Regions from separate parts of the Sus scrofa genome. Here all the other regions are linked to region 1. A link is a contact called in public HiChIP or PLAC-seq and promoter capture Hi-C data. All regions are on one chromosome and are shown on one strand. Each heading gives the region's core, a stretch centred on a gene start, on an enhancer-like site or on the middle of the called end of the contact. The rest is flanking DNA. Distances are from core to core; before and after follow the strand shown. Region 1 holds the start of AGBL2 (cytosolic carboxypeptidase 2). Region 2 holds the start of NR1H3 (nuclear receptor subfamily 1 group H member 3). Region 3 holds the start of SPI1 (Spi-1 proto-oncogene). Region 4 holds the start of SLC39A13 (zinc transporter ZIP13). Region 5 holds the start of MADD (MAP kinase-activating death domain protein).

Evidence for each region. Promoter capture Hi-C pulls out the DNA fragments that hold promoters and counts their contacts. HiChIP or PLAC-seq counts read pairs in DNA pulled down with a chosen protein or histone mark.
Region 2: an H3K27ac HiChIP or PLAC-seq map of alveolar macrophages shows a contact between it and region 1. The contact joins the promoter of NR1H3 here to the promoter of AGBL2 in region 1. A contact is called at or near these places in 1 of 5 promoter capture datasets (fetal liver) and 1 of 2 datasets of contacts at active chromatin or transcription factors (alveolar macrophages).
Region 3: a contact with region 1 is called in an H3K27ac HiChIP or PLAC-seq map of alveolar macrophages. The contact joins the promoter of SPI1 here to the promoter of AGBL2 in region 1. A contact is called at or near these places in 1 of 5 promoter capture datasets (fetal liver), 2 of 47 Hi-C or Micro-C datasets (embryonic fibroblasts and subcutaneous adipose tissue) and 1 of 2 datasets of contacts at active chromatin or transcription factors (alveolar macrophages).
Region 4: a contact with region 1 is called in a promoter capture Hi-C map of fetal liver, with 2.8 times the contacts expected there. The contact joins the promoter of SLC39A13 here to the promoter of AGBL2 in region 1. A contact is called at or near these places in 1 of 5 promoter capture datasets (fetal liver), 1 of 47 Hi-C or Micro-C datasets (embryonic fibroblasts) and 1 of 2 datasets of contacts at active chromatin or transcription factors (alveolar macrophages).
Region 5: an H3K27ac HiChIP or PLAC-seq map of alveolar macrophages shows a contact between it and region 1. The contact joins the promoter of MADD here to the promoter of AGBL2 in region 1. A contact is called at or near these places in 1 of 5 promoter capture datasets (fetal liver) and 1 of 2 datasets of contacts at active chromatin or transcription factors (alveolar macrophages).

The regions. Positions count from the first base shown.
Region 1 is chr2:14,931,578-14,936,214 of Sscrofa11.1, forward strand. It overlaps AGBL2 (cytosolic carboxypeptidase 2), which reads left to right and starts at 1,611. Exons shown (of 15, transcript XM_021083073.1): 1 at 1,611-2,107; 2 at 2,271-2,385; 3 at 2,935-2,998. The coding sequence starts at 2,350. It overlaps FNBP4 (formin-binding protein 4), which reads left to right. Exons shown (of 17, transcript XM_021083063.1): 17 at 1-610.
Region 2 is chr2:15,335,141-15,339,462 of Sscrofa11.1, forward strand. NR1H3 (nuclear receptor subfamily 1 group H member 3) reads right to left here and starts at 1,645. Exons shown (of 10, transcript NM_001101814.1): 1 at 1,468-1,645. It overlaps ACP2 (acid phosphatase 2, lysosomal), which reads left to right. Exons shown (of 11, transcript NM_001244740.1): 3 at 38-124; 4 at 986-1,138; 5 at 1,247-1,345; 6 at 1,426-1,515; 7 at 1,958-2,090; 8 at 2,870-2,952; 9 at 3,068-3,174; 10 at 3,297-3,472.
Region 3 is chr2:15,225,599-15,229,999 of Sscrofa11.1, forward strand. It overlaps SPI1 (Spi-1 proto-oncogene), which reads left to right and starts at 2,333. Exons shown (of 5, transcript NM_001001865.1): 1 at 2,333-2,510. The coding sequence starts at 2,466.
Region 4 is chr2:15,199,820-15,204,635 of Sscrofa11.1, forward strand. SLC39A13 (zinc transporter ZIP13) reads right to left here and starts at 3,117. Exons shown (of 10, transcript XM_003122808.6): 1 at 2,998-3,117; 2 at 1,244-1,552. The coding sequence starts at 1,544.
Region 5 is chr2:15,313,244-15,317,619 of Sscrofa11.1, forward strand. MADD (MAP kinase-activating death domain protein) reads right to left here and starts at 1,979. Exons shown (of 36, transcript XM_021085175.1): 1 at 1,671-1,979. It overlaps NR1H3 (nuclear receptor subfamily 1 group H member 3), which reads right to left. Exons shown (of 10, transcript NM_001101814.1): 8 at 3,867-3,980; 9 at 3,554-3,648; 10 at 3,086-3,365. The coding sequence ends at 3,219.

The sequences.
Region 1 (4,637 bases), core at 361-2,860:
TTCCTAGTGTGGCGCTCTCTCTCATTAACTTCTTCAGAACAAGTGCAATTAAGAAGGCAGCTCTGTATTCTACCTTGCTTAACTGGGATTATAGGAATCTCTTTCTGACCTCTTCCTCTAGTCTGCCATGCCTGAAGTGCTGAGTATAGCAGGTTGTTCACCTGGTACTAACAGATGGCCACACTCTTCAGAGTATTCTTTCCCACAGATTCTAGAACTTATAGCTCAGTCATTTCACATACTAGGTGACATTTAAATTTCAATATAGGCAGCAGCGGCAGCAGGTGTTCATGTCCTTGATTATGAGAATTTCCCCCTTACATATGTGGCAGTAAACGTAATAAGAGCCACTCCATGTATTAATGTGTTTCCATTTTCTTGACTTGGTCCAAAGTTCACCTCCCTTTTATGTGTGAATGTATTCTCCATAAAATTCCAGTATTTAAAAAGCAGTTTACTCTTCTGTACTTTCTATTGTATCACAATCAGGTAAAAGTCACTTTAAACTGAAGAAAAAGCAAATTGTGTTTTAAAGCTGTTTGTATTTCTCCAGTTTCTGACCTTGTAAATTTGTACATATGCACTAATAAAGCTTTTTTTATACTTCTGATTGGTTATCCTTTTGCTCCTGTTTTGATTATTACTCCATGATTATGTTAACCAAGACTTAAGTCAATTTTTTTATAATCAACTACAGTATAAGACATGGGCAGACATGTCCTGTCATGAAAAAAGAATGTCAAGATCTTGTCAAGAATGTCTAGATCTTGTTCAGGAGTTAGGGACAGGATTAGAAAAACAGTCCTCTAGTACCAAAAGGTACTGTATGACTTCAATTTTGGATCTTGTACTCTGTAATATTAACTGATATTTGGCCTACTTAAATCCTGGAAATGATGTAATGTGGCTAATAGTTTGAAAAAAAAATAAAGGTGCTTTATATTTTTTCCTCTGATTTCAAAAGTAATACTTATGGTTATAGTCATACCAAGTTAACCAAAGACAATAGTTAGAATTTTATTCCAATATATTTATATGCATGCAGTTGTCGGATCAGTGTTGTGTATGCTAGTGTGTTGTTTTTTATTTACCATTATGCAAATATTAGGGTGACCATTTTGTATATAGATTGTTTTTCTTGCAATTTGCAGAGAGCAAATTTCTGAAAATAAAGGCTATCAACTAGCCATTAAAGCTTTTGCTTTGCCTAACAGTTTTCCAAACTTCCAAGAATTGCTGCAGAGTACATACTTGTCTCTATCCTACCAGAATGGAGCATATTAACTTGTTTTTCAAGTCTAGCCAGGGGATGGAGAGCCTAGGAAGGTGGAAGGAGAGAGGAAGCCGCTCTCTTTGAGCAATACTTAACAGTTTCCCTAAAGCTAGCTAAGTAATAGCAACTAAGTTTGGAGTATGTTGAGCACTACTGGCGTTGTGTTTGCCCATTAATATACCTTCGAATACCCCGAAGCGGGTCTGCAGTATATTGTGCGAAACGAGGAATGAGGCTGAAACTGGTACCCCCGCCAAGTGATCGACTTCATCCGGGTTCCACACCTATTCCTTGGGGCCTCGCTCCCCGGAAGCGCCCAGCTGCCCCGCCCTCTCGCTTCCGCCTCGCGGTTGCTAGGCTACCCAGGCCCTTGCAGAAAGTTGTGGCAAGCGAGCAAGGCGAGCGCTTCGTCTTCGCCGAGCGCTGCGGTGCCTCCAGGCTCGCTCCGGCTCCTTTGCTGCTGCTGTTGGCGCCGCGCCCATCCCTGCTAGCCCGACTGGCTAGGGTAGCCAGTCTCCCCTGTCCCCTCCTAGGAAATCTCTACGCCCGCTCCCGCGCCTCTTCAGGAAACTGTCTTTCGCCACCTTCTCCCAGATAAGGAAACATTGAAACCCTGAATTCGTTTTAAGAGCCCACTCTCCCGACCCCTGATCTTTCTTTTCCATGTCCACAGAGACGACTCCGCCGGATCCCTCCATCCCTTTTTCTTAATCTTTCCTGCGGCGTCCTGGTGGTAGGCAGCTCCTTCTTAGGGAGAAGAAAGCAATGGGGCCGGCAGGAGTCCTGGGGCTTCGGGAGAAGGAGGCTTGAAGACAAGCCGCCCTTCCTCATCAGGTGCGCATTCAGGCCTCACGGTGGGCACCACCGGCTGGGTCCTTGTTTGAGGAGCGGGTGGGTTAGCAGAAAAGAGAGCAAGGCGACAGGGGGCGTGGACGTATTTCGAGTTTTTTCGGTTGTCCTCCTGTGGTTTTTTTAGCTTCATCTGTCTAATAATCAGGTGCCTTTTGGAAATTGGGCAAGGGTGTGGCTGGACGCCGTGTCACTGACTGGTCTTCAGCATACCATGTAGAAGTAACATGTTCCCAGCATTGGAAAAAGAGCCAAAGCCGAAGGTTAGTAATACCCCTCTCCAGAAACACCACAGAAATCCAGTACTAGATTAGAAAATATATCCTGGTGGCACCTTTTTCTGGCTGGAGATCTTGATCCCAAAGATGGAATAATATGCGTAAAGGTGTTTCACTTGGTTTGTTTACAGAAATTCTAGGTATAGTGTCCTCTGTAACAATGCTTCTGTACTTTGGTTAAGAGCCAGTATTATTATTTTTTTTTATTTATTTTTTGTCTTTTTAGGGCCGAACCTACAGCATATGGAGGTTCCCAGGCTAGGGGTCTAATCAGAGCTGCAGTTGCCAGCCTACACCACAACCACAGCAATACCAGATCTCAACCACCTCTACACCACAGCTCATGGCAACGCGAGATCCTTAACCCACTGAGCAAGGCCAGGGATCAAACCTGCAACCTCACAGTTCCCAGTCAGATTCGTTTCCACTGCACCACGACAGGAACTCCAAGAGTCAGTATTACTCTTATGACAGACTATTATGCTTGTTATTATGAAAGCTCTTTCCTGATTGAGATGGTCTTTCATTTTACAGACTCTTCCTGATCCCTATGAAGATTTTATGTACCATCACCTCCAGTACTATGGTTACTTTAAAGGTAATAGCTCACTCTTATCTAGCATCACCTTTCCCGGGTTCATAAAGTGAATTGTTTAACTGGGAGAGTTATGCTTAAATCAACTAATGATGAGTTTTTCCATCACCATTAGTGAAAAGTACTTTTTTTTTTTGGCTTTTTAGGGCTGCACCTGTGATATATGGAGGTTCCCAGGCTAGGGGTCAAATCAGAGCTACAGCCCCTGGCCTACGGCCCAGCAACACAGGATCCTCATCTGCGACCTACACCACAGCTCGCAGCAACGCCAGATCCTTAACCCACTGAGCAAGGCCAGGGATCGAACCCACAACCTCATGGTTCTTAGTCGGTTTCATTAACCACTGAGCCACAGTGGGAACTCCAGTACCACCCTTTCTTAATGACACCACATGGCATTAAAATAGTCTTGATATCTGGAAAGACATGTCCTCCCATATTATTGTTCTTCAAAAGTGTCTCGGCTATTGCCATTTTATGTAATTTTAGAATTGGCTTGTGATGTTTAAAAAGCTACTGGATTTCATGGAGTCTGTAGATCAAACTTGACAAGAAAGGAGAATTTTCTAATACCAGGTTCTCTGATCTATTAATATAGCCTAATTCTCTCTTTACTTAGGTCTCCCTTAATGTCTCCCAGTAAAGATTAATAATCTTTTTCATAGAAATGTATATTCTTATGCTGTTGCAAATGGTATTTTTAAAATTTTTGATTGTCTAACTTTGTTCCTGGTATCTAGAAATGAAATTTAAGTTTTTATATTGATTTTATTTCTAGCAACATTGTTAAATGATTTTATTTTGTAAGTGCTTACTAATTTATTTAAAAACCGAGTTTCCAGTTTACCAGATTCAGGAGAGCCCTCAGGACAAAGCAGCTCCCACTCTGAGTGCCCCACTTCCACTCTGAGTACTGGCCTTCACTAGGCCTCATAGCTGCTGAGTCTTTCTGCCTCCCAAACCCTTTCTCTTTCCACTTGACCATACTGCTTCTCCAGTTTCTCACTATGAAATGGAGAAAATGGCGTTTAACTTAAATAAATTGAAACGTGAAAGCTCTTTGGAAAATGGGGTGTATTCTTTGGAGAGGCCTGTGGTAGCAGGTGGTGAATAGAAGGCAGTTTGCTAGTAATGGTCTGGGTGTTGACATAGACGTTTAGAGGTGATGAATTAGCCTTCCAGCACCTTTCATTAAACTGCCTATTCTTAGCACAGAGAGGCAGTTTACCGAACTCTGCTGCACACCAGCATGTTTGGAAGAATAATCCTGGATACCTGTTGAGTGGCTCTTTTGGAAAAAGAGATGATTTGATGCCAGACCCCTTGCAAAAGGAGAAACGTCTATGTGAGTAATAATCAATATTGTATGACCCCCCAGGACCCTCACTACCTTGAGCTATGGCTCCTGGTATTCCAGAGAACATTGCCTTATGTGGAAGAAGCCATGGGAGCAGCCTTGGCCACTTTTCTGACATCACTCGGAAATGTTTGCGGGGGAGTTCCCATTGTGGCTCAGTGGTTAATGAAACCGACTAGGAACCATGAGGTTGCAGGTTTGATCCCTGGCCTTGCTCAGGGGGTTAAGGATCCAGTGTTGCCATGAGCTATAGTGTAGGTTGCAGACACGGCTCAGATCTGGTCT
Region 2 (4,322 bases), core at 395-2,894, 400 kb after region 1:
CCCCTCTGGGCCTCTGAATCCTTGGGTTTGCCTACAGGAGGGGATGCTACAGCACTGGGAGCTGGGCCGGGCTCTGCGACAGCGATACCTTGGCTTTCTGAACACCTCCTACCACCGGCAAGAGGTAAGGCTGTGATCTTGACAGGTAAGGAAAACGGGGCCTGCTGTTCTCACCCTCTGCCCTCAGGAGACTAAGGGTGAGGCTGGGCACGCTCGCCTCCCTCCAGGCATTTCTGGTTACAGCTACAGGACAAGACACCCAAGGGGTGTCTGGAACAAAACCCCAGAGGCTGAGTTGCTCCTGCTTGGCTTGGGAATTGGCAAAACGGATCAAGCATCCAAGCTCAGATTTAAGGGTCTAGCAAAGTAGTTTCTGACTCTGAAATAGCTCAAGCTTTCAAGACATTTTTGGAGTACCTGTTATGGGCCAGGCACTATGCTAGCACTGCATATAATGGTGTGCCATACAAACTTGATCTTTGTCTCTAGATGTTGTATTGTCTCCTTGAGGGCCAGCTCTTGCCTGATCTTGCCCTTCCTTACAGCTTCTTCCTCTCTCTTCACAAATAATTATTTCTGTTCCATATCTTATTTCCTCTCCTGGTCTCTAAGCCAGTTATAAAAGGGGAGATAGTTTCTGCCCTCAAGGACCTGGGCCTAGATAGGGTGACAGGTGGTGTAATAAAACCAGGCACACAGACGGACCCAAGAGCCTTGTTAACTAAGCACTTTGGACTGGGAGGGGCATCTGACCTAAAGCCATTCTCACAGGAGTTTTTCACAGACTGGGGACAGCAAACCCCCCAGCTGCATTTTGGGCCCTGGCTGTAAAGAGGGATGGGGAAAGCCAGAGGGGGGAGAGGGCCAGATGCACGGAGGATTTCATTTGGTAGGTGTCCACCAAGAACCGGTCCTCCCCTGGGACCCCATGGAGGGGCCAGAGCTCCCCCACCCACTCGTGAGACTCGTGTTGTCATCTCTGCAGGTTTATGTTCGAAGCACAGACTTTGACCGGACTCTCATGAGTGCTGAGGCCAACTTGGCTGGACTCTTCCCCCCTAATGGGATGCAGCGCTTTAATCCAAACATCTCTTGGCAGCCTATTCCTGTCCATACTGTGCCTGTTACCGAGGACAGAGTAAGACTGGCCAGCCCTTCCCTGGAGGCGGTGAGGGGGGCAGCTCTGGCCATTGGGCTGCTGATCCCCGACTCTTTCTCTGCCTCTGCTTCCCCCTTTGGTCTGCAGCTGCTGAAGTTCCCGTTGGGCCCATGTCCCCGTTTTGAGCAGCTGCAGAACGAGACCCGGCGGACACCAGAGTATCAGAATGAGAGTATTCAGAATGCAGTGAGTGGGGCCGAGGTGGAGGTCACCACACATTGTCCTTTCCCCCAGGGCAGGACTGATCCCTGATCCCTTTCTCATAGCAATTTCTGGAAATGGTGGCCAACGAGACAGGGCTTACGGACCTGACACTGGAGACCGTCTGGAATGTCTATGACACACTCTTCTGTGAGGTGAGCTGGCTCAGGGTCCCCGGTATGACTGTCCTCCTCTCACACCTCAGCAGGCCTAGGTGACCAGGCCATGTGCAACCGTGCCTGGACCCCATTCCTACCCGGGAGGTCCAGGCAAGCCGCCTCTTGTGAAACAAGGGAACTTCCCTCATGGGTGAAAAAGAACCTCAGAGTGGGAAATAGTTTATCGATCGTCAGCAGTTCCTGCTTCTCTCCACCCCGAGCTCTCGTGGTATCTGACTCCGTTCTGCTGAGTCACACTTTTGGTGCCCGAGCCTCCTTTCCTGTGCCCTGCGGCCTCATCACTGTCCACCATGTCTCCTGGTCGCAAACCTCTGCCTCTCCTCTCCCTGCACACACCCACACACACACAGGAAGAGAACGGCTCCCGGGAGAGGCTCTGGCCTGGGTGAGGAGCTAACCTGCCCGCTGCCACATACAGCAGACACACGGGCTGGTCCTGCCTCCCTGGGCCTCACCCCAAACCATGCAGCGTCTGAGCCGGCTAAAGGACTTCAGCTTCCGCTTCCTCTTCGGGATCTACGAGCAGGCAGAGAAGGCCCGGCTGCAGGGGGGTGAGTGACAACAGCAGCATGTCACTCCCCTGTCAGATCCCTACAGCATTAGGAATCCGCTCTTGGGGGCCTCTCACATGCTACCTGAAGTGTTCTCTGCTCTTCAGAACTAGGCCCCCCTAGTCATCCCCTTAGTCATCGGTGTCCCCAGCTGTCTAGATGCCTAGCACGTTTGTCCTGTGTGAGTGAGCACGGTTGGGTGTGTGCTGCTTTTCTGCCATTCACATTCTTTTAAGTTTCACCATGTCAGAAAGCCCTCCCTCCCCTCCAATGAATCCCTTCCTCCAGATGACCACAAGGGCCCACTTTGAAAGAGGCTGACAGTCATACACAGGCCAGTTTCCTGACGTGAGCACCCCAAGGGAGTGCCAGCTGACGAACCTTTGCGACATCTCAGTTTTCAGAGCCTGCACATGACAGAGTTCCCCTGGCCTGGAGCCACCATCTTGTGTGTTCTGAAGCAATCTTGAGTTTATATTTATTCCCACCTGGAGTAATTCTTCAAACATGGGCAGGGCTTCGTAACTCATTTATAAATAAGTGGCGGGTTTCTGCATCGGTGTTGAAACACAGATAGCTAGCTTGAGCTTGCTTTCTCCTACACATGTGAAAGTTCTTAGAGAGCAGGTGCCGTAGAGTTCCTGTGTAGTTCCCATGAGCCTGGAGTTCTCTGTGGTGATCAGAGCCAGGACTCGCAGAGGGTGAGAGAACGGCAGATAGGTCTGGTGAGAAGATGGTGACGGCTATAGCCACTGACACTGGGGACTTCTGTCCTTCAGGAGTCCTGCTGGCCCAGATACGGAAGAACCTGACCCTGATGGCAACCACCTCCCAGCTCCCCAAGCTGCTGGTCTACTCAGCGGTAAGCTCCCACAGCCCGCGGTGTGCGGATGTCAGGCCAAGAGCTGGGTCTCGTCCCTCTTCAGTGCCTGGGGGTGTGGGGGGCTGTGCTGATGGGGAGCCCTTCTCCCTTACAGCATGACACCACCCTGGTTGCCCTGCAAATGGCACTGGATGTCTACAACGGTGAACAAGCTCCCTATGCGGCCTGCCACATATTTGAACTGTACCAGGAAGATAATGGGTGAGTGGAGCTGCTGCTCTGCCCTCAGGCAGGGAGCTCCCGTGACTGATGGCTGTGGACAGCCTGAGGCGCTGCTGTCAGCCTAGCGAGCAGCTCCCATCTTGTCTCCTATGAACCTTCAGGAATTTCTCAGTGGAGATGTACTTTCGGAATGAGAGTGACAAGGCCCCCTGGCCGCTGATCCTGCCCGGCTGCCCTCACCGCTGCCCGCTGCAGGACTTCCTTCGCCTCACCGAGCCTGTCATACCCAAGGATTGGCAGCAGGAGTGCCAGCTGGCAAGTGGTCCTGCAGACACAGGTGAGCTGCTGCCTGCCTCCGTGCTGGCCATGTCCTAGAATAACTTCCCACTCATACCTGTAGGTCTTGAGAGCGCTGACGCACTTCAGCCATGCTACCGCGGGTCCCCACAGTTCCCTTCGCTGCCCCTCGCCCCAGACGGACTCACTGAGGCCCCTCCTTATGCCACTGAGGAAACAAGAGCACCAGAGATCTCACCCTCCCACCGCCAGGTCTTCCAGCTTTCTTGCGGGTATAAGCTGCCACCTCGGGCCAGCCTTTCCACTTACACGCCAGGTCCTTCTCTTCTCACTTCAACTTGGAACCCAGTGCTCAGCGTTCCTGCTTTATGGGATCACTCCCATCCCAAAGCCTAACAAAAACCTCTTCAGCCCATGTCCTCCTTCAGCTGCCACTCCCTGTGTCACTCCCCATCGAGGGTGGAATCCTTCAGAGTTGCCTGGTCTCTGGTGTCACGTCCTCACTGCCCATTCTCTCAGACTCACCTGCCACTCCACAGAAGCCACTCTTGTCAAGGACCAATGACCTGCTCTCACCAAAGCCAGCGACCAGTTCTTAGTCAGCTTCTTTCACCTCTCAACAGCATTACAGAATCGGTCACCCCTTCCTTAAATACTCTGTTGGCTTCTCTGCCAAGAAAAGGTTAGGCTTTTCTCAAAGGCAGCTTCCTTTACTGGCTTCCCCTCCCTACTAACCAGTGAATGGCCCAGGACTCATCCTGGCCCTTTCCCCACCAATGCCCACTCCCAAGGTGAGCTTAACCTGGCCTTGGCTTTAGACACCATCTCCATGCTAAGTTTTGTCTTTTTATGACTCCAATTCATGACCTCTTCTCTCAGCTGCAGACTTG
Region 3 (4,401 bases), core at 1,083-3,582, 290 kb after region 1:
ATTGCCTTCTTGTCCTGTCTTGCTTCTAGCCGAGAGGATAGCAGCTCACTGGTGACTCCTTTGTTCGCTCTCCCCTCCTTGACTTTGCTCCTTGACTTTGGTTCCTCAGCCAGACATGCTCTTTCCCTCACTTTTCACTCGTGTTTTCCTGCCCTTGGCCCTGACCTAATTAACTGTTCCCTGGCACCTCTGTGCCCCAGCCCCGAAGAACCAGTCTGTCTGCTTACACCTCTGTTCTCTTTGCAGGCCTGTGAGCTCCTGGAGGCCAAGGACATGCCTCATTCATGTTTATGTCCCCTTTCTGGGCCCAGCACGTGGAGGAGCCTCAATCAAAAGTTAGCGATTGGGAATTCCCTTTGTGGCTCAATGGGTTAAGCATAGTGTCTATGAGGTTGTGGGTTTAATCCCTGGCCCCATTCAGGGGGTTAAAGATCTGGCGTGGCCCTGAGCTGTGATGTAGGTCACAGATGAAATTTGGATCCTGCATTGCTGTAGCTGTGGCACGGGCCAGCAGTTGAAGCTCTGATTTGACCCCTAGCCTGGGAACTTCCATATGCCAGAGGTGTAGCCCTCAAAAGACCAAGAAAAAAAAAAAAAAAAAAAGAACAATGAATGAATGAATGAACACATCAAGCAGGACCTGGTGCAATAGACCTACTCCCCACACACATCCAATGGGCTAGGACTAGACTTTGATGGGAAAGTGGGGACAAGGATGGATCTGCTCCTTTTTGGGGAGGGCCTTGGTCAAGTTCCTGGAAGTCCTGAGGTCTGGTAACTCGGACCCCTGGGAGAGTCCCAAGAGTGCATTCAAAAAAAATCAGTGAAGATTGTAGGCAAAAAAGATCTAATGGAGAACACAGACTTGTGAATTCCTGGTCTTTGCTGCAAGTAAATAAGCACTAGGGGATCTGGGATTCCAGTGACAGGAAGGAGGCTGGCAAGTCACTGGGGAGGGATATAAAGCAACTACTCAGGGGAGGAAACGGAACACTCAAGAAGTTCTTCTCAAGAGAAGTAGACTCATCAGAGATCAATAGATCAAAAAATATCTCTATTCATCCTTCTGCCCTCCAGACTAGATCAGGAACTCCTTGAAGGCAGGGATCTTGTCCGTTACCTCTCCTTTCCCCTTGAACTCAATTATGATTGGATGATACATAGATAGATGGATGAAGGGATGGATGGATGCGGGGGTTGGATGGTTGGGTAGTTGGGGGAATGTATGGACGGATGTATGAATGGATGGATGGCTAGATGGACAGGTGGATGAATGGATTAATGGGTGAACAAATTAATAGCAGGATATACAGTAGATAAACAGATGGAAAAATGGATGCGTCACGGATGGGCTGATATATAAACATATAGATGGCTAAAGGGACAAGCAGATAAATGGGTGGATGGGTGATAGACTAATAGATAAATGGGCTAACGAGTGAATAGTTGGATAAACTGATAGACAAATGAATGCACGGCTGGCTTTCATGAGTGGATGGATGGATTGACAAACAGACCGATAAACAAATCGATGAGAAAACAGATGAATGGATGGACAGACAAGAAAGGTTTGATATCAAGGCATTGGTCAGGGGTGGGGAAACTGAGAAATCTGGGCTGGGAATAGAGCACTTAGGGATCTGGGAGAAGCGGTGGTGCTTGGGAAACTGGGAAGAGAGGGTGGAAGAACGCTTCTGGTGGAAGGGAAGCCAGTGTAAAAGGACTAGGAGGAAAGGGGAAGTGGTACCATGCTGAAGACCCTGGCCCGGAGCCCAGCGCTAGGCTTGGCAGAACCGAGGGGCTGGGGGCCCAAGGGCCCAGGGAGAGCCAGGCCTGGGAATCAGCTGGATCAGAGCCCTCAGCCAGCCAGCCTGACCCCAGAAAATGGAGGCCCCAAGAGGCCATCCTTACCAGCTCTGACCCCAAGGAAGTGACTGTTGGGCACGTGGAGGGTCTCTAGAGAGGTAGGTGTTTGTGGGGTTAGGGGCTGGAGAGCCTCAGCAGGGCGGGGGCAGCAAAGGCCTCCCAGTGGTGAAGCTAGGCTTCCTCCCTCCTTCTCTTCCTCCCCACCCCAGCCCTCAAGGCCGCCCCTCATAGTCCCCGGCTTCCTCTGGGCAGGGGGCCTGGCCCCCATGGCCTCCCAGGCCAGCCCCTGGAGCACCACCTGCCCCAGCCGGCCAGAGACTTCCTGTAGCGCAAGAGATTTATGCAAACGGGCTGGGGTGGTGATGTCACCCCAAGGGGACTATCTCCCAGCGGCAGGCCTTCGATAAAATCAGGAACTTGCGCTGGCCCTGCAATGTCAAGGGAGGGGGCTCACCCAGGGCTCCTGTAGCTCAAGGGGCAGGCCTGAGCCCTGCGCCCGCCCCGAGTCCGTCCGGCCCCCGACGGGGCGCCCCATCCCAAGGGGCTCCGCACTGGCCCCCACCGAGGCAGGGGACCTGACAGGCTCGGAGCTCGGCTGGATGTTACAGGCGTGCAAAATGGAAGGGTTTCCCCTCGTCCCCCCTGTGAGTACCGGGACTCCTCTACCAGCCCAGCCCGCGGCCCTCCGACGCCCGCCCGCCTGCCCGCCAGCCCACCAACCCGCTGGCTGCCCTCCGGCTATCAGTGGGAAGCTGGTGTTTCCTCCCAGCAGCTCCTGGCCTGAGACCCAGCGAGGGGGCCATTCGCTTCCTCGGAGCATGCCCTGGCGGGCTGAGGGCTGGGCCCACGGTGGGGCTGTGATCGGTGGGGCCTGAACGGTTATTTATAGTTGGGGCTCGGGTGGCAGGCCTGAGCCCCAGCGCAGGGTGCTGGGCTGAGGATGGTGAGGGTGGCGGCAGGGAGGTGGTGGCGGAGGAGATGAGGAGACTGGCTTGCCGGTGAGGAAGCCGGCCCCCAGGACAGTAAAGGCTCATGGGCAGGAGGCAGCAGGCCAGAGATCTCAGCCCAGGGCCTGGGTGCTCCTGGATACTGAGGCTGTCTTGAGCCTGAGTCCCCAACACCCAGGCTGGGGCCTGGCACAGAGGACATAGTTGTGGTCCTAAGGCTCTGAGCTCTGGGCCCAGGCCCTGAGTGGCGGAGGCAGGGGCCGGGGAGGCGCTGGGCTGGAGCAGTGAGGGGAGCAGAGACTGGCCATGCAGTTAGGGCTGGAGATCGGGAAGAAGAGGGCAGGAGCTGGGGTTGGAGACATCCTGCGGCTGAGATTGAGGCTGGGGTAGGGTCTGGTCAAGGGTGAGCCTGGGGTGAAGGCAGGGGCTGAGGCTGGAGGAGAAGAAGCAGGCGTCCCAGCGGTCCCCAGGGAGGGAAGGCCAGCCGTCTGGGGTGGACCCCTTCTGCTCCTGTTCTCAGTGACAGTTGCAGCCTTTGGCAGGTGTCAGACTTGGGCCTCTCTGAGAAGACCTATGTCCCTTTCCCACCCTGTCTGCCCTCAGCAGGGGTAGGGACACTTGCGGGGAGCTGGCAAGGACTTGGCAGGACCTGCCCACCTGACTCAGCTTTCCTGGCCTGGATGCAGCTCCCTTCACCACCCCCACCACCCAGCCAGGCCTCAGAGCCCCAGGGAGGCACCCCAGGTTGACATCCTGCTGTGGGGCTGTGCTACCCACAAACCCTGTGCTAGGATCCCGGCCTCCTGGGAGCCAGCCAGCCCCCACCTGGCCTGGTCCCACCCTTCTCCAACCTGGGACCAAGAGTCTGAGGGGGCAGGCAGGAGCGGATGGAGGTGGTCCTGGGAAGAGCCACCTCTGCCCTGAGAAAGCCACAGGCCCAGGGGCTCAGCCACCCTGTCTGAACCTTGACCTCTCAGTCTCTGAACCCCAGGGAGAGCTGCATAGGAGACATATCTTGGGCTTCCACACCAAACCCCTCAGCCCCTCTCCTCAGCCCAGGGGCTAGTCTGGCGTGGCTCCTGGATGGTGGGCTCCTAAGGCAGTGCTGCTCCTCAAACCAGACCCTGAGGGCCAGAGTTACTGTTGTGCAATCCTTGGGCACATACTGCGGGGGTGGGGAGAGGCCTGGTGACTGTTGGGAAGCCGGTATGCTTGTCCCTGTGCTGGGGGTGGGGGGAGGGAGTAGCCCAGGGAGGTGGGTGGATGGGAGGAGCAGGGAGGAAGAGGGTCAAGGCTCTGGCCCACGGCCCCCAAAGCCTGCCTGGGCGAATCCTGGAAATTCCATCAGTGTGACTAGCCATTGGTCATCATGGTGGCCCTGGGCCTGCCAGTGGCCTGGGCACAGGCCGTGAGAGAGGGGAGTGGGGTGCGGAAAGTGGCAGGAGGACAAGCATGTGTTCTGTGGAGTGAGTGTGCAGGAGGAATACCCTGGAAGGATATGGGTGTGAACGTGTGTGAATGCATTTGGCAGCGAGCATACGGATTCGTGTGTTAATTTGGGGGACACTATGTGTGTCTACAGGTGAGT
Region 4 (4,816 bases), core at 1,867-4,366, 270 kb after region 1:
TTTTTCTTTCTTTCTTTTTTTTTTTTTGCTTTTTAGGGCCGCACCCACGGCATATGGAGGTTTCCAGGCTAGGGGTCGAATGGGAGCTACGGCTGCTGGCCTACGCCAGAGCCACAACAACACCAGATCCAAGCCGCCTCCATGACATACACCTCAGCTCATGGCGATGTCAGATCCTTAACCCACTGAGTGAGGCCAGGGACTGAACCCGCATCCTCATGGGTTCATTAATGGCTGAGCCATGAAGGGAACTCCTACTATGTCATACCCTTGGGTGGGAGTGACAGGCACCTGCATTTTTAGCAGCTCCCCATCTGATCTTATTTTTCATTTTTCATTACAGCATGTCTCTTATGGATAGACAGCACATGCACACAACACAAAAGGGCAGCCAAGGAAAAGCCTCCGCCAGGCCTGTGCCCACCTCCCAGATCCCCTCCCCAGAGGCAGGCCGGCTACCAGCCTCTGGCATGTTCGTGGGTTAAGGGTGCCCCAGCGGCTCTGGGTTTGAGCACCCTTCAGCACTATGAGTCGGGACTTAAGGGAGAGGCAATGCTTCGCTTGCCTCAGCACCCAGGACCCAGCACAGAGCCCTTGCCTGGCTCCGGGCAGTCTTCTAAGTGCTTTACTAACATCAGTTCATTTAATCTCCACAGTAACACCTATGAGGTAGCTACTACTACTATCCCCATTTTTTTTTTTCTTTTAAGGTTGGGCATTTGGAGTTTCCCGTGGCTCAATGGGATCAGCATATGCTTGCTTGGGAGCACTGGGACACAGGTTTGATGCCGCGCCCAGCACAGTGAGTTAAAGATCCAGTGTTGCGGCTCAGATCTGATTCCTGAGGGTGGCCAAAAAACCACAAAACAAACAAACAAACAAACAAAAAATAAGGTTGGGCGCTTGAGGCAGAGTGAAGTTAAGAAACTTGCCCAATGCCACCCAACCCTTAGATGCAGAGCCAAGATCTGAACCCATGCAGCCTGGCATCCATACTTCCAGCCTCGCCTCTTGCTTCTCGGTGAATGTTGGCCGACTTTCACTGTTTCAGAATAAACCAGTGCACAAACAAATGGACAAATGAGCACAGCTCACTGGACCCAGGTGAGGAATTATGCTCTGTCCCCACCCTTACTTCAGACACACTGTGACTCGGGACACGGGACCCGGCTCTCCCAGAAAGAGCAGCAGCATGTTTCCCATGCTGCCGGCTGCCCCTGGGAGCCAGAGGAGGGTCACTCACCTTCCGAGCGCAGCGTGGTCCCCATCTCCAAGGGAATGACGAGCAACGGAAAGACCCCGCTGAGCCCCACCAAAAGTGAGCCCAGGAGGGAGCAGATCCAGGTGTCCAGCCTCTCTCCGCTCAGCAGGGCCCCCCAGGACTCACTTTCCTTACTGTCCAGGCGACAGGCCGCTGCCACCCCCTGGCTCCGGAGGGCCTGTTGGGATCCCCCAGCCCCTCCCAGGAGCTCCAGGGCAAGAGCAGTGAGCAAGAGGAGCCTTTGTCCTGCCATGCCACAGCCAGGGCAGGGACATCCAGGCATGCCACGTGCTGAAAAACACAAAGGCCACTTACGTGAGCTGCCACCCTTGGCCGCACACCTGCTTAGGAAACGTGGCATCTTAACCCTCCCCCCACTCCCAGAGGCCTTGGCACCGGCCCTCCTGCCTGCCTCCCCCTGGGGCCTCTGAGGACCCGAATGATGGGTGCATGGAGCAAAGCGGCTCTGCCCCTCCTCACCTCACTCCCAAGGACCACACATTTTTTCCTTGGGAGCCACTTCCAGACTGTGTGTCAGCCTGTCCGCCTGAGGCTAAACTTTCCTTAATGACAGGGTGAGGCGCTGGCTAGGTTCCCCTCAGCCACTGGCAGGCCTGGCCCAGCTGGATGTCTGGCTGCCAGGGGAGGCTTTGGGCCGGGATGTCCTCCAGTGAAGCACCCCCAGGGACAGAGGCCGGCACCACCTAGCTTGGTGGGGCAATAGGAGGAGTGCAGGTGGGGAAACCAACCAGCTGATCTAGATTAGGATCATTAGGGCTTCTTCCTAGGAAATGGGCCAAACAGGAGGTGGGACTGAAGACAGAGGCTCCTTCAGTTAGGAGCTGCCTCACAGATGTATAGAGCACAGGCTTTGAAGACCTGCCCTTGACTTTGTGCTCTGAGCTTATAGCTGCTGGTTGGGGGTAAATCCCTGAAGACTCTCTCTGAGCCTCAGTCTCCTTCTCTGTAGGATGGAGAGAATTTGCCTCCCTCACACAAATGAGATGAGCTTGCTAAACAGGTGAGCATGCCTGGCATGGATCAGGCACAGAAAGCCCTCCTTATGCTGCTGGGACCCAGGAGCAGTGGACACCTGGAGTGCACCCAGCGGATGGATCACAGGACCTGGATGTGAGTCAACCAAGAGGGAAGTACAAATCTGGAAACTCAGGCATGAGGTTTAAATGTGGTCTTCCCTGCCTCATGCTGGCTGTGACCTTGAGCCAGTGATGGCCGTGCCTCAGTTTTCCGCATTTGCTGATGGAGTTGGGAAGGGGGCGGGGGCGGGGGCGGGGGCGGAAAGCAGCTGTTAAAGATGCTCCAGTCTAGGCTCTCCAGGCCTTAAATCCGCAGGGCTCCACTGGGGACCAAAAAGCAGGACTGAGCCAGGCCTGACTTGGAGGCGGCGGCGGGTCACTTAAAGGTTAGAGGACCACAAGTTTGGAACAGAAGAGAGGGTACCGAGGGAGTCAGCAAGCGGAGAGAAAGGAGAAAGCAAGGAGCGGGAGAGTCAGGAGTGGAGAGCTGGAGAGTGGGAGATGGATGCGGAAGGGGAGAGAGAGGGAGAGATGAGGAGCGACGCGTGGGGAGCCGGGAGAAGAGCCCAAGGAAGTTGAATTCCCGGGCTCTGGGCAAGAGGCCCAGGTCTGATCTAGACAAGCCGGGCCGAAGTCAACGGGATGGGCAGGGTTTGTCCCGCCTGGGGCATGGGCCCTGAGGGTCGGGCGGTCACTCACCTTGCGGCGGCAGCGGCGGCGCTACGGGCGGCCCCGGCCATCCAGCTGCGGAGCCCCGCCCCGCCCCGGGTCTGCCCCGCCCGGCCCGGCCACCCGGCCCCCGGCCCGGAGCCGCCCCCCGCGCGCGGCCACGTCACACGGGACCTGTCCGGAACCCGACGCGCCGCGCGCCGCGGGGTAGTGGGGGAGCGGCCGTCGGAGCGCGCTTCCGCCTCGCGGCCATGGGGGACCCGGGCGGCTGGCGCACTTCCGCTCCGGCCGGACCGGGCACAGCGGGGAGGGTCGAGCGGAAGTGGGAGCCCGCTGGACACCGCACTCGGTCGGGCTAGGCAGGGCGTAGGCGGCGGCCTTCTAGGGACCACGAGCGGCCGGGTGGCTGGGCTTGAGGGCCTGGCCGCCGCTTCCTCTCTCGGGTGGCAGTCCCGGCCGCGGCCGCACGGGGGCGCGCTCGGCTTCTAGACTGTGCCGTTCCGAGCCGGGGCCGGGGCCGGTGCTGGGGCTTGGGGCCGGGGTCGGGGTGGGAGGATGGCTGCGGCACTCCTTCTCTGAGTCAGCCTGGTCTGGCTCCTCCATGAGCAAGGGAAAGGGGAAGTGTCTGCCGCAGGGAGGGGCCTAGCCTCGGGAACCTCAGAAGAGGGAATTTTATTCTTACTCATCGAATTATTTTTATGCTTTGGTTTTTCACTGGGAACCTCAGGCCTTTGTCTCCAGGGCTTGTAACCCTTTGGAGTCCAATGCACGGTGGCTTGACACTGCTGCTGGTAACTCCAAACCTGGGGGAGCAAGAGCTCTGTGCTTCCCTCACCTCAGATTAAGGCAGCAAACAATAGCATTATTATTATAACCGCAGTTTATTGCTGAACACCTGCCATTTACTCTGCTTGCATTGTCTTAAAGAACCCTCAGCCTAGCCCATTGAGGTGGGGTAGTTAGCCCAGGGTCACACAATAGCACGGATGACAGAGCCACAATTGAAACCTGAATATTCCTGAACCCAGGGCATGTGACAGCAGCTCTCATTTCTAGAGTCTTAGGAATCTGGCTTGGCATTTCCACTTTGCATCCTTCTCTGGGAATCAGCCAGGACCACCTATACTCAGGAACGGGCCCTTGGGTACTCATTTGGACAGAGATTGTGACAGGGTGGGAGTCTCTAAGCCTCTGACCCTCATCTGCCTCCTAGGGTACTTCCTTCATCCATCCTGTGTCACTTTCCCTTACTGGGGGCTCTGAGGGCACAAGTGTCATATGCTACACCAGTTGCCCTGTTCCACCTCACACTCCAACGCTGCCTTTCTTAGACCCCAATCCTACCAAGAAGGATCAGCTTTCCTCTGAAAGCCCCCTGTCTGCTTCCCCCTCAAGGCCCACAGTTCTGCCGGGACACCCTCCTCTTCCCCCGCCTAAGTTCTGAAGTGGAAACCCTAGGTTGATTACTTTGCAGAGGGAGGAGGAGGAGGACACTCAGGGATGCTGCTCTGGGATCTCTAAGATGCCCCCCATATATGCAAATCACTCCATCATATGCAAAGCACTTCACAATATACAAATGATTTCACAATAACATAGTCAGCATTCCCGCCTCTAGGGGCTGAGGGCTGCTGGCCACCAGCAAGGGGATGGACAAGACAGCGCTAGAAACACCACTTGCTGCCTTCCCACTGCCTTTTTCTCTCACCTGGCCTGGTGAGATTCCCTAATGTATTGGAGGTAGAGGTGGAGATGTTACTCTAGAAGATGACCTTGAGCCAGGAGGACCAAGTAGAAAGACACAGTGGGTGGGCAAGTGTGTGGCTGTTAAAAACAGTGAATTAAATCT
Region 5 (4,376 bases), core at 729-3,228, 380 kb after region 1:
CCACCCCAAAAGCTCTTTGGTTCTCTCCACTGCCACAGAATCTTGAGCATTCTGCAGAATGTAAGGCCCTGTTATAGAGCAGAATCCAGTTCCTCCCAAGCAGAAAAAGTGGAGGAAAATGAAAAAAATGAAATGGGAGATGGGTAAAAGCATACTTTATAAAGAATTATGTGTAAAATGCATAGTGAGAGCCAAAGTATCTTAAAATGAAACAATTTACAGGACCAGAGCACAAGGTTAAGTCTTGAAATCTACGTTTACATTGAAAACCAGGAGCCCTTTCCAGCTAAAATCTCAAAGATCACACCTGAAGCATCTTCTACTAATATATCAGGGATCAGGCCTCTATCCTTGGGATCCCAGTCCCTCTTTCCTTGAGAATCATTTGATAAAACAAATCATTATCATGCTCTACAATGCTGTCTCCCTCCACAAACAAGTCACAAACAAGGACCCTGAGATCTTGTGACTATTCTAGCCACTAATGATAGGATGGATTTTTAGCCTCCGTTCTATCTCAACAGCTACTGCCTTTAGTTATTCAAACTGCAGAGATAAGGCTTTTCTTCCCATTCGCTCCCCTCTTCACAAAGACTCTAAATCCTCTTAACACTACCTATACTCACACTGTCTTCACATCCACCCAGACTCAGACTCCGCCTCTTGCCTCAACCATATTTACTAACGGGCAGCCCCTCATTCCCAGCTCCTATATTCCAAAGGCATCAAGCTCAAGACTCATACCTATCCGCTGAAGTCCTACACAATTACCACCCAACACCATCCACACGCAGATTTAGAATCCACAGACCTTTAAGCTATCTTGTCTTTTCAGCTTACAAATGGCCATGTTAACCAGCCCTTTGGATTCGTCCCTCATTTTGGCAGGATGTCACAGTAAAACCACAAGAACCAGAGAGTGATAGGACATCTGCTGACGTGAGCACAATAAGAGGCTCTCTCCCCTCCTCCTCCCCAGGCAGTGACCTTGCAAGCGCATCAGCACAGACTGGTCCAACGTGGGGAAGAATGAGAGCAAGGAGGCAGCAATAGGCAGGGTTGGGGAAGTAGGGAAGGCAGGGAAAGAAGGATGAGTCTAAAGATGCACGAGGATGGGGAGACAATCAGTTTCAGGAAAGACTGAACGGGGTCTCCACTCCCCAACAAGCCAATTTTGAAACACCAAATTAAAAAAAAAAAAAAAGAAAATTTAAGAAGCCAAAGTGTTTATTCAAATTCTAACCAAAAATGGGGAACGCGCGCGCGCACACACACACACTCACGCACAGACACAGACACACGTACACACGCGCGCCATGTGTTTAGCCCCCGGACAGGACAGCTCTGCCCGCCCCCTCACCTGCTGGACAGTTCTCCCCCGCACCCGCCCCGGAACCAGGGCCGCCCGCCAGCCTCGCAGGAATCTAGCCCCGCAGCCGCAAGCTGCGCCCAGGTTCGCAGCTGGAACCCCTTTGGCCCCCACCCCTTGTCCTACCCCCTTCCTACAGACCGCTGCTCTCTCTCGAGACCCCACGCCCCCTCACACAACCTTGGGGGCTCCTTAGAGTCCCCTTCCCACTAAAGCCCCTGTTTCCTCTCATAGTCTGTATCCCCCGGGGAGCCCCACCCCAAACACCCTTCCAGGCCCCCAGTGGCCCAGACCTTCCTACCTCTGGAGCCTCTGAAGACCGGCCAGGTTCGGCCGCACGACTCTCTGCAGCCAAGCGTCAGTCGCTCGCCGGCGCGGACGCCGCTCAGAGCGCGCGCCAGTTCCGCGTCCTCACCGGGAAGGGGGGTGGGGGGGCGCCTACCACTCCGACCCGGTGAAGGAGGGGGAGCCGAGGGGGGCCGGGGGCCGTACCATTCCCCCCGGGGAGGACAGGGCTGCACCAAGCCGAGGGCTGAAGGGTGGAGCCGACCTCAGGAGAAAGGCGGCTACGCACACACCTATCCGTGTGGGAGTGGGAACGCGATGGGGAGCGTTGGGCCAGCCCAGCGCCTTTACGTGCCAAGGGGAGGACCCACAGGAACACTTTTTCTTTAGGTTACTAAAACAGATTTTAATTCGGCATGGTAATGGAGTCCATTTCGAGGAAATGTGGATTAATCTGGAAGAGACTTCTCAAGATAAGCTGCCCCTGAGACTTTCTAACCGTCCCTCTTACCTGACTTCCCTCCCCCCGCTCGCGCTTTGGAGGTGCCCAGCCTCCCGGGCTGGCAAGCCGGCGGCCTCGGCAGTGGAACCTACCAATTCAGGGGCGGCGGGGGGACCTGATGCCGGAAGGCGCAGGCCGCGGTTTCACCTACACCGGGACGCTCCACGGGAGGGGGCGTGAGCGGTGCCGCGGTGCCCGCTGGGAAATGGAGTCCAGCCCTTTGGAGACGCTAACCCTGAAACCGGTCAGCCTACCCCTGGCCTCAGGGGACCTTTCTTCCTGTCCCAAGGGTCTGCGGGCCAAGAGGAAGGATTGCTCTTTTTCAGCTGTCAACGGGAAAACCAAGGTATTATACCCGCGGGCATGAACACAGGTGCACGACTGAGGCGTTAGGTCGGAAAATCCCACACCCCCTTCCCACAGGAAGACAACCGATCCCACCTGGATCACTGAACGGGAAGGGGGCATCTAAGCCTCAACATTTCATTGACCCTTATGGCTCAATGGGGCTAGTAAAAGGAGGTCCCCGCTCACTGCCAAGGCTGTCACTTGTGACTTGTCTCCCTCCTCGGAATCTGGAAGCAGCTCCTTAAAGGACACAGCCTTCCCTCCTCTGTTGCCGGGCCCCCACTCCCAATCCAGAAATGGGTTTCTCTCATCCTGTATTAATTTCGATCTTCCTGTACACCCAGTGCCAGTCCTATCAGTGAGGCAGCCCTGAGGCATTTACGGCCAAGCCGCAGGCTAACAGTGGAGAATTCTTCTTGGGGCCCCGTGGGGAAAACAGGAAGTGGTAGAGGCAGGATGGGCAGGGCCCTGGCCAACCTTGTGCAAAGTGGCCCCCAGGTTCATCCATTTGGCAGGGTCAGTACCGTCTTCACATGGGAGCACTGTTTCAGCAGAATCCCCAGGACCCAGCAGCCACAAAATTCCCAACCCTTTGACTCTTTTAATGCCACGTGAGGATGTCCTTTGCCCAGCCCTCAGGAATGTCTGCCCTTCTCAGTCACGCCTCAGCCATCTACCCCAAAAAACAGAAGACACGGTGTGGGGGAAGAACAGTCACTCGTGCACATCCCAGATCTCAGAGAGCAGCGGGGGAAGCTTTTTATCCTGCAGGCGCAGTGCAAACACTTGCTCTGAGTGGACGCTGCTCAGTGTCCGGAGGCTCACCAGTTTCATTAGCATCCGTGGGAACATCAGTCGGTCCTGGGGAAGAAGAGGGACAAGTGCAGCCTTTGTCTCTCCCCAAGGAAGGGGGGCAAGGTGGGGAGTTGTGGGAGAGGTAGAGAATTGTCTGTGCACGATGTAGTCAGGGAGGGATTCTTGGAGGGAAAGTAGGTGTGTCAGGGGCTGAGCCTGTAGAGGAAGAAAGGGGGCACAGTGGGGAGACTCACATGGGGGTGGTGGATGGAGACGTAGGCATGCAGGGCCTCCACATATGTATGTTGCAGCCTCTCTACCTGGAGCTGGTCCTGCACGTTGGGCCGGTCTATAGGTCACCAACAGAGTTGAGTAGCAGGTCTGGCCAGGGTCTTCCTTCCATACCCCAAATCACAACCAAAATATAGGAACGCACCCCACCCAACCTCTCCCATCCCAAGGTAGCACAGCAAGAGCCTCCACCCCCATGATTCCTGCCCTATGGGGACGGCAGCCCTCTTCCGTGTGAATCTCTTGCTTGGTTTCCCTCCTGCCCCTCCTCCGCACCTGCAGAGAAGATGCTGATGGCAATGAGCAGGGCAAACTCAGCATCATTTAGTTGCAGCTCATTCATGGCTCTGGAGAACTCGAAGATAGGGTTGATGAACTCCACCTGCAGCCCTGGGGAGGCAGAAGAGAGGCTGGGGTGTGTGGCATGGGCAGCACTGCTCAACTGAGGAAACTGCTAAGAACTCAGAAGTCTCCAAGGGAGTTCCTGTTGTTGCTTAGTGGAAATGGACCTGACTAGTATCCATGAGGATGTGGGTTCCATCCCTGGCCTTGCTCAGGGGGTTGGCAATCCAGCGGTGCCGTGAGCTATGGTGTAGGCTGCAGACAAGGCTTGGATCCCGAGTTGCTGTGGCTGTGGTGCAGACTGGCAGCAGTAGCTCTTATTTGACCCCGAGCCTGGGAACATCTATATGCCACAGGTGCAGCCCTAAAAAAAGAGAAGCCTCCAGGGCTCAGGTGTGTAACCTTGAGTAGGTTTCTTAACCTCTCTAAACTTCACCTGTGAGA